5 separate regions of the Mus musculus genome follow, and regions 1, 2, 3 and 4 are each linked to region 5. The links are chromatin contacts, called in public Hi-C and promoter capture Hi-C maps. All regions are on one chromosome and are shown on one strand. The core of a region is the stretch at or near the end of the contact, and the rest is flanking DNA. Distances in the headings are between cores, read along the strand shown.

The links. Promoter capture Hi-C pulls out the DNA fragments that hold promoters and counts their contacts. A called contact is a pair of places that touch in the nucleus more often than the background predicts.
Region 1: a contact with region 5 is called in a promoter capture Hi-C map of pre-B cells, with 4 times the contacts expected there. The contact joins the promoter of Fkbp1a here to the promoter of Gzf1 in region 5. A contact is called at or near these places in 10 of 39 promoter capture datasets (the 3T3-L1 cell line, the HPC-7 cell line, cranial neural crest and 6 more), 1 of 484 Hi-C or Micro-C datasets (natural killer cells), 3 of 115 datasets of contacts at active chromatin or transcription factors (astrocytes, embryonic stem cells and epiblast stem cells) and 3 of 9 other capture datasets (adipose tissue, liver and pancreatic islet).
Region 2: a contact with region 5 is called in a promoter capture Hi-C map of second pharyngeal arch cranial neural crest. The contact joins the promoter of Nsfl1c here to the promoter of Gzf1 in region 5. A contact is called at or near these places in 6 of 39 promoter capture datasets (cranial neural crest, frontonasal cranial neural crest, hippocampal neurons and 3 more), 1 of 115 datasets of contacts at active chromatin or transcription factors (astrocytes) and 1 of 9 other capture datasets (adipose tissue).
Region 3: a contact with region 5 is called in a Hi-C map of CD8 T cells, with 3 times the contacts expected there. The contact joins the promoter of Entpd6 here to the promoter of Gzf1 in region 5. A contact is called at or near these places in 10 of 39 promoter capture datasets (the 3T3-L1 cell line, 3T3-L1-derived adipocytes, cranial neural crest and 5 more), 2 of 484 Hi-C or Micro-C datasets (CD4 T cells and CD8 T cells), 3 of 115 datasets of contacts at active chromatin or transcription factors (astrocytes, embryonic forebrain and thymic regulatory T cells) and 2 of 9 other capture datasets (liver and pancreatic islet).
Region 4: a contact with region 5 is called in a promoter capture Hi-C map of liver, with 6 times the contacts expected there. The contact joins the enhancer-like site here to the promoter of Gzf1 in region 5. A contact is called at or near these places in 3 of 39 promoter capture datasets (the 3T3-L1 cell line, embryonic stem cells and liver) and 2 of 115 datasets of contacts at active chromatin or transcription factors (astrocytes and thymic regulatory T cells).

The regions. Positions count from the first base shown.
Region 1 is chr2:151,541,216-151,543,915 of GRCm38.p6, forward strand. It overlaps Fkbp1a (FK506 binding protein 1a), which reads left to right and starts at 1,268. Exons shown (of 5, transcript NM_008019.3): 1 at 1,268-1,529; 2 at 1,603-1,650. The coding sequence starts at 1,493. It overlaps Gm14167 (predicted gene 14167), which reads right to left and starts at 1,256. Exons shown (of 3, transcript NR_166213.1): 1 at 1,038-1,256; 2 at 208-389.
Region 2 is chr2:151,492,742-151,495,441 of GRCm38.p6, forward strand. Nsfl1c (NSFL1 (p97) cofactor (p47)) reads left to right here and starts at 1,441. Exons shown (of 10, transcript NM_198326.3): 1 at 1,441-1,671. The coding sequence starts at 1,567.
Region 3 is chr2:150,747,820-150,750,519 of GRCm38.p6, forward strand. It overlaps Entpd6 (ectonucleoside triphosphate diphosphohydrolase 6), which reads left to right and starts at 1,262. Exons shown (of 14, transcript NM_172117.5): 1 at 1,262-1,414.
Region 4 is chr2:145,886,731-145,889,430 of GRCm38.p6, forward strand. It overlaps Rin2 (Ras and Rab interactor 2), which reads left to right. Exons shown (of 13, transcript NM_028724.4): 13 at 1-886. The region is part of intron 2 of Gm39954 (a long non-coding RNA gene); the gene reads right to left. Among named protein-coding and RNA genes, the nearest start is that of Gm39954, 6.1 kb to the right of the region's middle. Within about 2 kb of position 1,396, at least 190 of the 459 cell types and tissues checked have an H3K27ac peak or open chromatin away from gene starts, as enhancers often do. A contact at or near this core is called in astrocytes and liver, where this site is marked.
Region 5 is chr2:148,679,832-148,682,531 of GRCm38.p6, forward strand. It overlaps Gzf1 (GDNF-inducible zinc finger protein 1), which reads left to right and starts at 1,289. Exons shown (of 6, transcript NM_028986.3): 1 at 1,289-1,384. It overlaps Gm46771 (a long non-coding RNA gene), which reads right to left and starts at 1,113. Exons shown (of 2, transcript XR_001783505.2): 1 at 994-1,113; 2 at 447-614.

The DNA of each region.
Region 1 (2,700 bases), core at 18-2,517, 2.9 Mb after region 5:
GACCCAGATGAAGAGACAGGAAGTATCACATCGACTAGACTGATTTATATCAACTTTCAGCAAGTCCAGGACTTTTTGGTTTTGTTTGTGGAGCTGTTGTGGTGTAGATCGCCTCTGGAGCAGTTTATAGTCCCTAGATTGGGATCTGACAGAACCAGAAACCAGATGTCACCAAAAAAAAAAACATTAAAAGTTTCTATGACTTACCAGAGGATGCCTCCATAAAATAAATACATATGTTTTTAAGGTGTTGGTGGGTTGGTTTTTGATCCTGCTGTCCAACAAACTGGAGGTGTGTGCTTTCTCCAAGGTGTGCACCCCTAAGGTACAATTCCTCAGTCCCAGAGGGCCAGAGGGCAGGATCCAGCTTCTGAATTTCTGAATTCAGCCTAAGATGGAGGCAGATTGGTTCAGCTGGACACGTGGTCTTTGGGAACGTGGTCTCTATGGTCTCTGTCTACCTCTTTTAATACAAGGTTTCTCACTGGCCTGGAGCTCACTGAATAGGCTAGACTGACTGTGTTCCTATCCTCAGCACTGGGGTTACAGGTCTGCACCAGCAACCCTGGCAGTTTTATTTTATGTGAATGAGTGTTCTGTCTATGTATCCATCTGTACACCGAGTATATGATTCCCTGGAACTGGAGGTAACAGATAGTTGTGAACTGCCGTGTGGGTGTGGGAATTGAACTCAGGAAGAGCAGCCAGTGCTTTTAACACCCGAGCCATCTTTCCAGCCCATTAAGTTTTTATTCTTTAAAGTACTGAAGGTATTCAAGCAAAACTCACAAGAGCCCCATACATACATATATGACTTTTTTCTTTTTGTTTGTTTGAGACAGGGGTTATCTTCCCTTGCTGCTCTGGAACTCGCTCTGTAGACTACACCAGGGCTGGGATTAAAGTCGTGCGCCACCACTCCCCTCTCTATTTCCATATATTTAATATATACGTATTCGTGGAAGAGTGGGCTTTCACGCAGGCTAGTGTTAATACTGACTCTTCCAAGAAGGAGCTCGGAACCTAGGGCCACTTACAGACGTTTCCTTGGTTCCACAGGTACAAGGCCTACTCACAGCTATCGTCCTTACAGGGCAATTAGTTAGGTGTGCGCAAGTAAAGCATCTCTGAGTGAGCTCGTCAGTAGCTGGTGGGCCCGTTATTACTGCGGCGTCTCCGAGGCGGAGAAACGCAGAGGAAAACCGGGAGTAGCCAACAGGACGCGCCTTCCGCCGCAGCTGCATCCGGGGGTCTGTGGCCTCCGGACTTCCGGTCCCTCCGCCTAGCTGCCCCGCTTCAGGGATGTGAGCGCCTCGCGCAAATAGGGCGGGGCGTGCCGTGCGGTGCGGTGCGCGTGCGCAGGAGCCACGAGAGGGACGAAGCCGAACCTCTGAACCGCCGCCAGGTCCGCTCCGGCTCCACGCCGCCCGTCGCGCCGCCACCCGCGTCCTTTTCCTCCTCCTCCGCCAACGCCGCCGCCGCCGCCGCCGCCATGGGAGTGCAGGTGGAGACCATCTCTCCTGGAGACGGTGAGTAGACACCCGCCGCCCGTTTCCCGGCCGCCGCTCGCAGCCACTCACCTGCAGTCTTGTCTCTCCTCAGGGCGCACCTTCCCAAAGCGCGGCCAGACCTGCGTGGTGCACTACACGGGTGAGTCGGACCGGCCGGGTGGGGCCGGGCGGGAGGGGCGGCGGCTGGGGAGTCGGGGCGTGGTGGCCGCGTGGCCGGCGGCCGAGGCCTGGGCGGTGGCCATGCCCCGAGGGACAGGCTGGGCCCGCCGCGCCGAACGGGACATGGGGTTGGCGCAGTCTCGTCCGCCCTGAACGGTGTGCGGCCCCGGATGCCGCAGGGAGCCTACTGTCCAACCGTAGAAACTGAGGCTGGGGCGAACTCATCGCCTGGCGGAGGTCACACGCTCCCGGCCAGGGACCCTTCGGGAAGATTTGAACCGTTTCTGAACCCCGATGGCTTGATGCCTTCTTCGTGCGTCGGGATTCTTCCTTCAGTAGATAGAAGGGGAGAAAATTCCTAGTCTGCCCAGCCACCCTTTCCCAGGGAAACCCTTGAATTCACCTTTCTGGGGCGGGTGGGAAACGACCCACTTGCGAAGTCATTATTGTGGCTTCACGTGCCCTCTCAGAAATAGATAATGCAATGTCTATTTCTCTTTGACCCACTTGCAAATCTCAGCCTCCATGGCAGTGATTTCCAGACCAAAGGATGTATACCATAACATTTTCCTTTCCCCTTTCTGGGAGTAGAGACTTTCTCACCCCCATTTTTAAAGATAAAGGAAACTGGGGGGTCGTGAATGCAGTGCACAGTAACTAAGTCAAAGGAGATTTTAAAGACGCGCATACTCAGCCAGAATTGAAGCATCAAGACTGCTGGCCCTGGGACCATTTTTTACTCCATGCCCTTACAAGGTCTTCCTGGGTTGGGGAGGGGGAGGGGGAGCTGACTGTGCCTTCATAGCTAGGCAGAGTGGTGTAGCCACAGCTGATATGAATCGGCTTCCCTCCCCCTCCTTCCCTTTCCCACCCTTTCCTTTGTCCCCCTCCCCATCCTTCCTCTGTTTCGTCTGCTTCTCCCTGCTCCCCTCCACTGTCACCACCCCCACCTTTTTTTTTTTTTCCTGCCTGATCTGGCCAAGCTGTTCTGGCTCAAGTTGCCTTTCTCTCCCTAATCAGGGGAGGATCC
Region 2 (2,700 bases), core at 191-2,690, 2.8 Mb after region 5:
ACTTTAAATATGCTCTGCAAGGTCACTCTTTCAGTCTCAGGCACCTGAGAAGCTGGGACGGCAAGGCCCAGGTTGTACTTTTCATTAGGTGTGGTCCTACTGAACCTCTGGTTTCTGTCTTTACCTGTAAAATGGGAATACTAACCTCTACCTAGCAGAGGTTTATTTTATGATGAAATAGATAATAATGTGAACACAGCACCTTCAGCAGGCTAAGGGAACCCTAATGCCCTGCACCCACAATTATTCCTATAGTCTTCTTGATAGCTGTCAGGCTGGGCAGAGGGCTGACTATGAATCGGACCAGCATCAAAAGCAGATAGGGTTCTCCTTACTGCTTCTCTGCAATGTGTTAGGTTCCAAATGGCCTCTGTGGGCCTTTTCAGTTGGTTACAGTGGGACTGATCTGCAGTTATACCAAAGGACGGTATTCACACCAATCCAGTGCTGTCGCGTTTGCAGCCATGCCCGAGGCTGGCTTAGAAGTTGGAGATGCCCCTGGCAGAGCTACTTCCTGCTCTTCATTCTCATAGTATGACTCTGTGGAACAAAAAGACTGAAAGGGGCTCTTGCATAGACCACTCCCTGTGAGATCCTCATTGTCTGATCCATGTGTTATTTCATCCATTCACTTATTCATTCATTCACACATTCATTAGTAGTGGCTTCATGCACAGTGAATGTGGCTCTGAGTCAGGCATAGGAAGAAGAGGAGAAAAACAAAGCATATAATCAGCTGACAGGAACCTCACTGAACACTCAATAAGTTCTGGTAGAATAATTGCTGGTCACCAACTTAGCAGATTGTAGGATGGTAACAGTTTAACCTTGAAAATGAGGGATAAATAGATGGACTTAGGAGGCTCCCAGCTTCACTTGTCCCCACTTTCACTTGAGGGGCAGCACTGTTGGAGAGAGAGCTCTAAACTTTCTCTGTAGGTGACACATGTCCATCTTACCTCTGCTCTGAGTCTCCTTGTCCTGGGCCAGCCTGCCAGTGGCAATGCAATGGTGATTTGCTAGATGCTGTGGAAAGTGGCAGGCTGAGACTTATACTAGTTTAAGATAGGAAACCATGGGGATGTGAGCATCGGTTAGAACTGTTAGGGTCAAAGGACATAAGCAACAAGAAGACAGGATACTTTGTTTTATCTCTGTTATTTCCACAGCCCTTGGAAGAGCATCAAGCCATAGACAGCGTAATGCTTCAAGAAGGAAATTAATGTGCAAATAAATAATTAACGAAATAAAGGGATGAGACCATGAGTAATTTCCAGGATCTGATTTCGGGACTACTTCATCCTGTGGGAAAACCAGCCCCTCCCTACTCACTTCCATCGACCTTCTACTTCAGCCATTAAGGTGAGGCTCACATAGGGGCCACCAGAGGGCGCGAGGCGGCTAGGTTTCCCACACGGAGGGCTTTTCCTGTGGCACCGCATTGGGCGGAGCCTACGAGCAGGCGCCCAGCGGCTGGACGCGGTAGAACGGCGGGCGGAACGCAGACCTGGGGTTCGGGCTGTTGCAGTGTCCGCCGGAGCGGTTTGGGAAGTGCACGGGGCGAAGATGGCGGAGGAGCGGCAGGACGCGTTGAGGGAGTTCGTGGCGGTGACTGGCACTGAGGAGGACAGGGCCCGTTTCTTCCTGGAGTCGGCTGGCTGGGACCTGCAGGTAGCGCCGCGAGGCGGGCCGCTTCGGACGGGCTGGGGAATACGGAGTGCGGCGTCGGCTCTGCGATCCCTACGCGGCCGAAGCGCACAGTCATCCCTGCGGGGCTGGGCCCTGCCTGGCCCAGGCCTCATGGTGCCTGGGGTCGCTTGCCACGCGTCACCGGCCTGGCTTGGAAGTTCATGGAGGCGGGCGGGCCCTGCTTTGCAGGGCCTCTGTTTTCCTGCGGGCTCGCAGTGTTGGCGAGACTTTGGGCGCTGCCGCAGTCCGCGTGGAGTCGTCGCCTGGGGGCGTGGCTGCCACGGCGAGTGCCTGCGGGTGGCCGGGTGGAATCGAGTGCCCTGCTTCCAGATGGAGCCCCACCGAGGTCGCGGTGGCCTTCCGATTCCGCTTCTGCAAGGATGCTGTGCTGGTGGGGGAAACCCTGCAAGGCATCAGCCCACGCCCCACTCTTGCCTAATTGCAGGGAGAAACTACCTGTGGGATTGTGGCGCACGTTTGGGGTCTCTGCACATTTCGTAGTTAACTGTAAAATGGGAATTTCTTAGGACTTACTGTCTTGTTCACTGGCATGTAGTAAATAGTCACTAAGGAATTAATTTAGAAGGCAAAGCTCCACCAGGCATAAAATGTTGCACACTTCTGATCCCTAGAGCAACACCCATCTCTTATTGCTCAGAAACACAGTAATTAATGTTAGAAAGAATTGATTGCATAAATGTCCTTGGCCAGCCTACATCTTAGGTAGATGACGATGACTAATATTTCTTGAGTACCTACAACAAGCCAGGCACTGTTCAGCATTACAGAATGTCTCATTTACATGTCTCACATTGCAGCTGAGACTTGGAGGATAAATAACTTGCTGAAGAGCTAACTACTAATTAAACAGGTAAAGACTAACCCTATCTTATGGATAAGGAATTGGACCCTCAAAGGGACACCGAATGTGCTCACTGTGTGAGCTTTCTGATGTAACCATGTCTACTGACTGTAATATTTAGCTTCCCAAACATTAGGGATCTTTATTCC
Region 3 (2,700 bases), core at 12-2,511, 2.1 Mb after region 5:
TATTGTGAAAGTGGAGAAGATGGTAAAAGATGTGAAGGCAGAAGACAGAAGCAGGGTCCTTACAGGTCCACGAACAAACTTCAAAACACTAGAAAATTAAGTCAAAACTGTGAGGTGCAGTTTTTCTACTACAAGTTAGCAAAGAACCCAGCGTTTGGAAGGACTCCACCGTTGAAGACGTGGGGAACCCATGCTTTCACACATTATTTGTAAGAGTGTTAATTAGTACAATAACTGAAGAGAAAATTGAGTCGTATCTCTGGAGTTGTATTCAAAGAGCATATAGTTTATCATAGCCAATTCCAATACTAAGACTCTCTCCCACAGCACATCCATAGTGAGTAGCAAGATAGTCAGTCCTTGGGATGCTGTAGTGCTATGTACAACAAAACAGCCAGGGAAGTGGGGAGGGGAGAGCTTTTAAGATCCGCCAAATAAGAGACCATATAGACTTCCGTTGTAATCAGATCTTGGTGGTTTTATTAAAGTGAGACAAGGCAAGGTCCAATGAGCTGCTCACATGCTGTTTACAATAGTTTCGCGGGACTAATAGCGATTGCCAACCCTACTCTCACACAGTATCCCCGCACTCTGTGGTTAGCATCCACCCACTCACTCCCTGAGTACCCCATCTTTTCATTAGAAATCCTTGCTTTTAGGCTTTCCCAGCCGATAGACAGGGATGTCCTCCAGGAACAAGACCAGTGTCCTGCACCCCAATGTATAGATGCCATCACGTGGGCAGGAAGAAGCGGAGTCCTGGTTCGGTGGGGAAAAGACAACTTGGGAGATATTCAGACAAATGAATTAGGGACATACATCCAGAGTCTCGCTGCAGTTAGGAGCTGACAACCTTGTGGCTTCTAGGAAGACATCAGAAAATATGGCCAAGGATAAAGGACGCTTGATAGCACCGCATTCTCTATTGTGAATGCATATCCTATCACGAATTCCCTTGAAAGTAAAAGAAGCAACTCGGGTGTGGAGGGATGCAGGAGGAAAGCCTACAGAAGGACGAGGTGATGGATGAGATTGAAGTAACTCCTACTCTAGTCAAGACAAGGCTCTGTTCCTCCCACACCTCAGGACTTGTTAGAAGGATCCAAGATAAGCAGGAGCTCCAGAGCCCCCTACTGGCAGAAAGAAAAATAAACACCCAAAGAGCACATGGCTATTGCGCCTGCGTGGCTGGCAAACGCCATGGCACACGCGCATCAACGCCGTCCTGCCCACCCGGTGACGCAAAGTGCACGTAGGCGGAGACAGCTTCTCGGCGTCTGCTGGGGTTTGCTTCCACGCGTTAAGGCTCTGTTGACGCGGACCGGCGCTGGAGAGCTGGGCGCGCGGTGTGTGGTCGCTGTCTGCCTCCGGCTACGCCACTACCTCTCCTGCGGGGCCGAGGGAGCCGTGCAGGGTAAGCGGGGCCAGCGAAATGTGCTTGGCCCGGAGGACTGACTACGGTTGGTCTCCCCACGCGCGCGAGGGACGGGGTTCCCCGTGGTGCAGTTCCAATGCCTGATACCTCCCTGGGCCCGGAGACAGCTCCGGGGGGAGGCCTCGGGGTCACTTGCGCTCTCGGTCCATTCAACTGGCTGTCTTTCCGACCCTGCTGCGTAGCCCTCGCACGTCTACAACACACCGTGGGACTCGTGAGCTATGCTGTAGGCCAAGCAGCAGGGGTCTCTGCCCGAGTGTAGCCCACAGCCCTGCCGCGTCCATTCATTCTGCTGGCTTGTGCTGACCCGCCCCCAGCAGAACCAGGCCCAGGCGCCTCCCCTTCTGCACTGGATAGCCCAACTGGGAGGCTCAGGAAACCGGGGAAACCCTGTGTTCTGATTGTGTGGAAGGTGGGAACGGTGGTGACATGGAAGAACTTACCAGGGGTCAGGGTGGTTCCACCTGAGTTGGTGTGTGGCCACAGGTGCTTCAGGTTAAAGGAGAGAGAAAGGTCCAGATGTAGACACCCAGAATGTAGGACAGGGAGTCAGTGAGAACACATTTTTATTTTAAAAGCATCAGGAAGTAATTGGTTTTGAGACAACATTGCTGAGTAGGTCACAGTGGACACAGCCCTTCACCCTGAGAGTATATCCCCCCCCCCCCAAAAAAAAATCAGTCACCTGAAAATACCTGGTCCTTTTGTGTCTCTGCAGATCCTGTGTGGTGAGGGGCGTAGGGAATGCTCATAGCCAGAATAGGAAACTCTCAGACAGTGAGGAAGGAGCTTCCCTAGGGAGAGGCAGAGGAATGTGATTACAGGATCTCTCCTGGGGTGCTGCAGAGCCATGAAGGGGGCTGAATACCTAGCGTTGAGGGGAGGTTTCCCCATCCCTGTTACCAGCGTTTTAACAATGTCCTTGAAAATAATGCAGCAAGCATAAAGGTAAGTCTGAATATTGCCCGCCCCCCTTCTCCTGCCCTGGAAGAAGTGTAGACTAAGATGGTGTGTATCTGAGTCCCATCTGGAGCCTCATGGACAGAACGAACCTGAGAGTTACACAGCTCTCTCTCTGTGTACTTAGGTCTGGAAGAACCTACTGGCCCATGCAGGCATAGCACCCTGCAAAAGAATCAGGAGGAGGCAGTCTTCACCGGACTGTTCATCTATCTATATCTATATCTATATACATATAGATATAGATATAGATATAGATATATGTGTTTTTTTTTCTTTCTACAACTACCAGGAGAAATACATGA
Region 4 (2,700 bases), core at 146-2,645, 2.8 Mb before region 5:
GTTGTTACATTGTTCACTTTTAGCGGTGTATTGTTACATTGTTCACTTTTAGTGCTGGTGTCTGTTTATGTTTTTAAGCAATCGAGGCTGAGAATTAGAAGAGAAATGAATGTAGAGAGAGGTAGAGAGAGAAACACAGACTCTAAGGGGGGGACTGAGGAATGTAGTCTGCAGGTTCAGGCTCTTCGCAAGACGTTGGAAAAGGAGTCAGTACTGTAAAATATGTGCTGCGGTGAGCTTTGACAAAGATCTGTTCCATATGCTATCTGCTTTGGGGAAAAGTAAATCAAGGATAACGATCCCTCTGACCCATTTTGTAAGCCGACACTAAGGACATCCATTTATTTGGAGGCAGAAACCAAGTCATGTATAATACGAGTTTAGTTGAGTTCAATGAGATGTTGATGGGGAGAGAATGCACTAAAACCAAAACCAAACCAAAAACAAAACAAAACAAAAAACAAACCTTCTGTATTTGGTTGGGGCATGGTAGAGCTAACATTCACACACTAGCATGCTGGGTTCCATCCTCAGTGTGACAAATAATGAGCAAAACAAGCAGAAAACATGGATGTATGGTGAAGTTAGACTTATGTTGTATAAGATGAGTTTATGGACACACGTATTCCAGAAGGGTCATACATCAGTGTAATACAGATCATTGCAAAACAAAAGCAGAAAGCCATGTTACTATCCTGTGTAAGGATGTTCAGGCATCTGATCTGGAGGACCTCGTACCCTGTACAAGGCTTTTGTTGTCCCAGAACCCTCCCTTGGCACATGCTGGGTTGTGCTTCCTTTTGTAAATGATTTTCAATGGAATTTTGCACATAATACATTGTAATACTGTACAATAATCCTATGTAAAATAATTTTTGCAATATTCTTCAGTTGTCTTTTTTGTTGTTGGTGGTGGTGGTGGCAGCTATTTGTTTGAGTCAGAATATAATCATGTACCCAAAGATGCTGTGCAAGTGTACATGACAGTGGCTGGGGCTTGGTGGCCTCTGCCTTTTACCATAGCACCCAGGAGGCAGAGGCACATGGATCTCTGTGAGTTGCAGGCAAGCTGTGCTACATAGTGAGACCCTGTTTCAAACATCCAGGGGCGCAAACACACATGTGTACGCATGCACACAGTACACAACCATGAACTCCACGTTGATCTGGTAGTTTTGAAGAGCAAATAGGACACTGCTCCAAAGCTTATGGACCAATGGAACAGAAATCAAAAAGCGAAGAGAACAGTTGGTCCATGGCCCACAAGTATTTGCACGATTATCCAGCCCAGTACTTGGCTTAGATGGCTCCAGAGCAAATCACAACTGATCTGAACTCAGAGCCAGGCAGGGTCCTGCAGACAACTCCTCCCTGTCCTTAGGCAACCTCTGCTGTATCCTGGCTGAGAGTTAGGATTGCAAAATCTGCTAGCATCGCAGGCCTGATCCTCTGCTGGGTGTTCTGGGGATTGCAGCCATGCGACTGCTAAGTGCCCATTGCATCCCTGTGGATAGGGAGAAGGGAAGTTCAGAGGGTTTCTGGGATATCCATAAGATAGCTACTTCAGAGACCAGAAGGAAGGCTGACTGAGCTTGCTTTCAATGTTTGGAGCGAAGAGACACTGCTCGCGACATCTGTCCAGTTGCCCTCCCAACTCTGCAAATTTAGACGATGAGGCTGTCCTTAGGCTGAGGTACTCCTCTTAGATTAAAAGCGGGTCACGACATCCAAATTAGGCAGTTCGAGCAGGCCCCGTGAGAGCAGAGTCAGAAAAGCTAGAATGAGCAGAAGAAAACATCACAAGACTTGCCCTGGTTTGTCATTGGGCAATGCTTCCCTGGCAGAGTTTCAACACATGTGTCTTCAGTTTTCCCCCCACGCAGGCATTTCTCACTTCTCAGTTTGTCAGGAAACAGGCCCTGGTGGAGTTTGGATAGGGTAAGAGCAGAGTAAAAATATACATGCTGGACGGAGGGAGAGGAGGGTGCACTTCCAGACCTAAAAATATCTTGAATGGCAGCCAGAGGAAGGAATTTTGTTTTTGATGTTGGACAGACTGCCAACTATGACCCCCTTAGGGACACAGAAAAAAAAGAAAGAAATGGAAATTGTTAAGGTTGTTTGTATCATGTGGAAGTTACTTTAAATCTACAAGCAAATGCAAACTAAAGGAAGGAAGCTGGGCCTGACTGCTTCCATTCACAAAGGCAGCCTCACTGCCCTAGCAGCTCTGACCTTCCTCTTCTGGAAGAAACATGAAATAAAAGGGGCCTGTGGTGTTTAGGAGCCTGGCTCTACCCTCAGGTGTCTGGGAAGACTCACACAGGTGGGGATCTGTCTATGTGGGACACGTGGTGTAATTGCCCAGAAGTGTCTGAGAACAAAATGGCGACTCTCTGTTTTCAGACCATTCGAGTATGGGTAAATTTGAGACCCAAATGTTGTTTGCCATTTGGTGATCCTTAGTCGTGTGGGGAAGATGACCTTCTCCACAAGTCACATTACAGTGCCGAATCACAAGCAGATGGCGGGAAAGGAGAGGGAGGGAAGAACTGGCATTTGTTTCAGGAAACATGTTCCATACTGAAAAGGGTCTGTGTTTTAGCATCAATGAGTGGGTAGCAGCTGGCCCAGACTTCCACATGAATATTGACTCTGTTGGGGAAGGAACCATAGGGAGTTTAAAAGAACAAAACAAAA
Region 5 (2,700 bases), core at 39-2,538:
CCACAGAAATGTCGGGGCCCCTTGCTGGTCCAATAAAGCAGTCTCAGCCTGTTGAGCTAGAGTTTAAATACTTCTGTCTCATTTTTCGTACACATAGATTTCCCTTTTGAATATGCTCAGTTTATTCACACAAACACTCCCTATAATACCATGCTATTATAAAGATTAAGGGACTCCCAGCTCAGGGTTGGTTCATCAGCATATCGAAGCCTGCTTGGCTCATAGGAGCTGCCATGTGGTTGGCTCCATAACACATCTTGAAAACATTACATTATTTCAAATCACACAAAATGGTTTTACTTATATTCCAAACTGGGTTGTAAATCGAGATTTCATTCTTCTGTGTAGCAAAACAGTTTATGGCTTATCACACACACACACACACACACACACACACACACACGTGTATTCCAAGATATAATCATCAATATCTATTGAAGTCATAGTTTAAACTAACTTCACCTTGTAAGAACTTTTATTTCAGGTAATTGGCTTAATTCAGTGGCTAGATCGCCTCTTTGCAGCAGGAGCTAGTTAAAAGAACAAGGCATTTGGGAAGTTGAAGGAGCTATCAATCTCGTGGGCATTTCTACTTGAAATAGCCGGCTTCCACCCTAGAGAAAGACACGGTCTGTATTAAGACAGAGGCCAGTTAGTTTTCTAGAGGATTAGATATATTTTAAAGGGAGGAAAAAGCACTGTTTCGCTAAACTAAATGTTCAACGAAAGAAGTGACCAGAGACATTCTATTCTCAGCAAGAAGAGGTCTAGCTGGCTGGTGGCAGTAGGGAGGCGACTTCGTAAAGCTTTAGCAGTAGGTGGAAGCATGATCAACATTTACCGGGAACTGGAAGTGTCAGGCAGGATTTTCTAATGACCAGGTTTTAATTAAGATCATGAGTGGGATTTAAAGCGGAATGATTCAAGAAATACAAAGCTGCGCCAGCCTTCCCATCCCACCCCGGCCGTGCCCTACGCCAAGACTTGACCCACCGAGGCACCCCGGAAGGCTAGAAAAATCCTGCTTCCAGCAACCTGCTGACCAATGCCTAGCTGCGCAGCTGGAGCTTGTCCCAACTTTGTCAAATAGCTCTGCCCCCAACCACTGCGGTGTTCTGCGCAGGCGCGGCCTTGGATAGACGCTGGTGGTAAATCCGGGATCTGCTAGCTAGGGGCCCTGCTCAAACTCACGTAAGATCACGTAACCAACGGCCGGAACCGCCTTTGCAGCTGGAGGTGCGCGCGCAGCGCCTTCCTAGCCTACGGGGGGCGGAGCCCACTAGGGGGCGGGGCGCGCTCGTGGCGACCAATCCGCGGACCCTGCGGTCCGCTGTCCCTGCTGGCCTGGGCCAGGGTACGGGTCCGTGGAGGCACTGGCTAAGAGGTGAGCGTGCTGCCGACTGGTTCGTCTTCTAGGCTGTCCTCTGTCTTCTGTCCCTTGGAGCGGCGGGCTGTGGGGGATGTAGGCACAGGACGGGGAGTACGGGGGTGCGGCGGGACAGGCCGAAATGACCACGCAGGCTGGACTCTGGAGGCCGGAGGAAGGGCTGGACCTTGCCGCCAGAGTTCATTCTCCCTGCGGCTTTGGAAGATCATCGGTGGTCCGGGACTCGGGGTAGCCAAGGTGGGGTCAGAGGTGGTGCAGTCAGAGAGGCCACCGACACCGACCTTTATTCCCTGCCTGAGAGCCAGGATCCCTCTAGGGTGGGCAGGCTGCGGAGAACAGCGTCTCCTGGAGGCCTGGCCTGGGAGTCCCGACCCCGGGACTACTAGGCGACCTTGGTGAGGAGGCTAGGCCCACCCTGAGACGGCCGAATGCCAATGAGTTACAATGGAACACAGCTGTCACTAGACCTCAAATAGCCGCTCGCTATGACCGGTGTCTGCCCCCAGGGGAGGTAAACAGGGAAATCTGCTCAGGGCCTTCTTGGCTGATGGTGAAGTCGCTGCCAGATCTCCTGGAAGAACTTCGATTTCCCTTGAGGGACCAGGGCGAGGTGTTAGGAAATCAGGCTGGCCGTATGGGCATCGGGCCAAGAGGGGTCTTCAGCTTTAGTCTTCAGGCTGGGGCCGGGGATTCTGAAGAGCATTGGCCCTTGAGTACTTGCCTCTTGTCTCTCTCATACCAGTATTTCCTTTATTTAAGCTTCCTCTGTAGGTAGGTAGTGTTCCCTGTAGAGTCCCCTTTAGTCAACATGACATTCCACAGGTGCCAAATTTACAATTGCACTCTCTAGGAGTCTTTTCTGTGTTTGAGACTGGAGATTTTGGGTAGTGGTCTCTTGAATGAAATGGAGAGGCAATGGCAGATCCAGGTAGACATATGGAATCCAAGGTGATGTCTAGCGTCAGGTGAAGGAGATCTAGGAATGCTCTGGAGGGTGGAGACTTGGAGACCCATGTAAGCCTGGAAAAGGAAGTTAGATTCAGAGACAGAGGACTCTGAGAAGAGTGCACAAAGCAGAAGACAGGAAGTTGGGCTAGCATTTTGGAATCCAGGACAGGAATCTTGGGGGATATGTTAACTGCAGGGGAATAACCTTTCATTTGGTGAAGCTGGAGTTGAGGGGGTTGTTGACAAACTATAGTTGAACCAAGACGGGCATGAGGCTCCGGTTCAAGATGCCCATCAGCCAGCTAATCATACTGGCCTGTCACCCGTAAGATGAGATGTCCTTTACAGGTGTGTAGGAAGCCCAC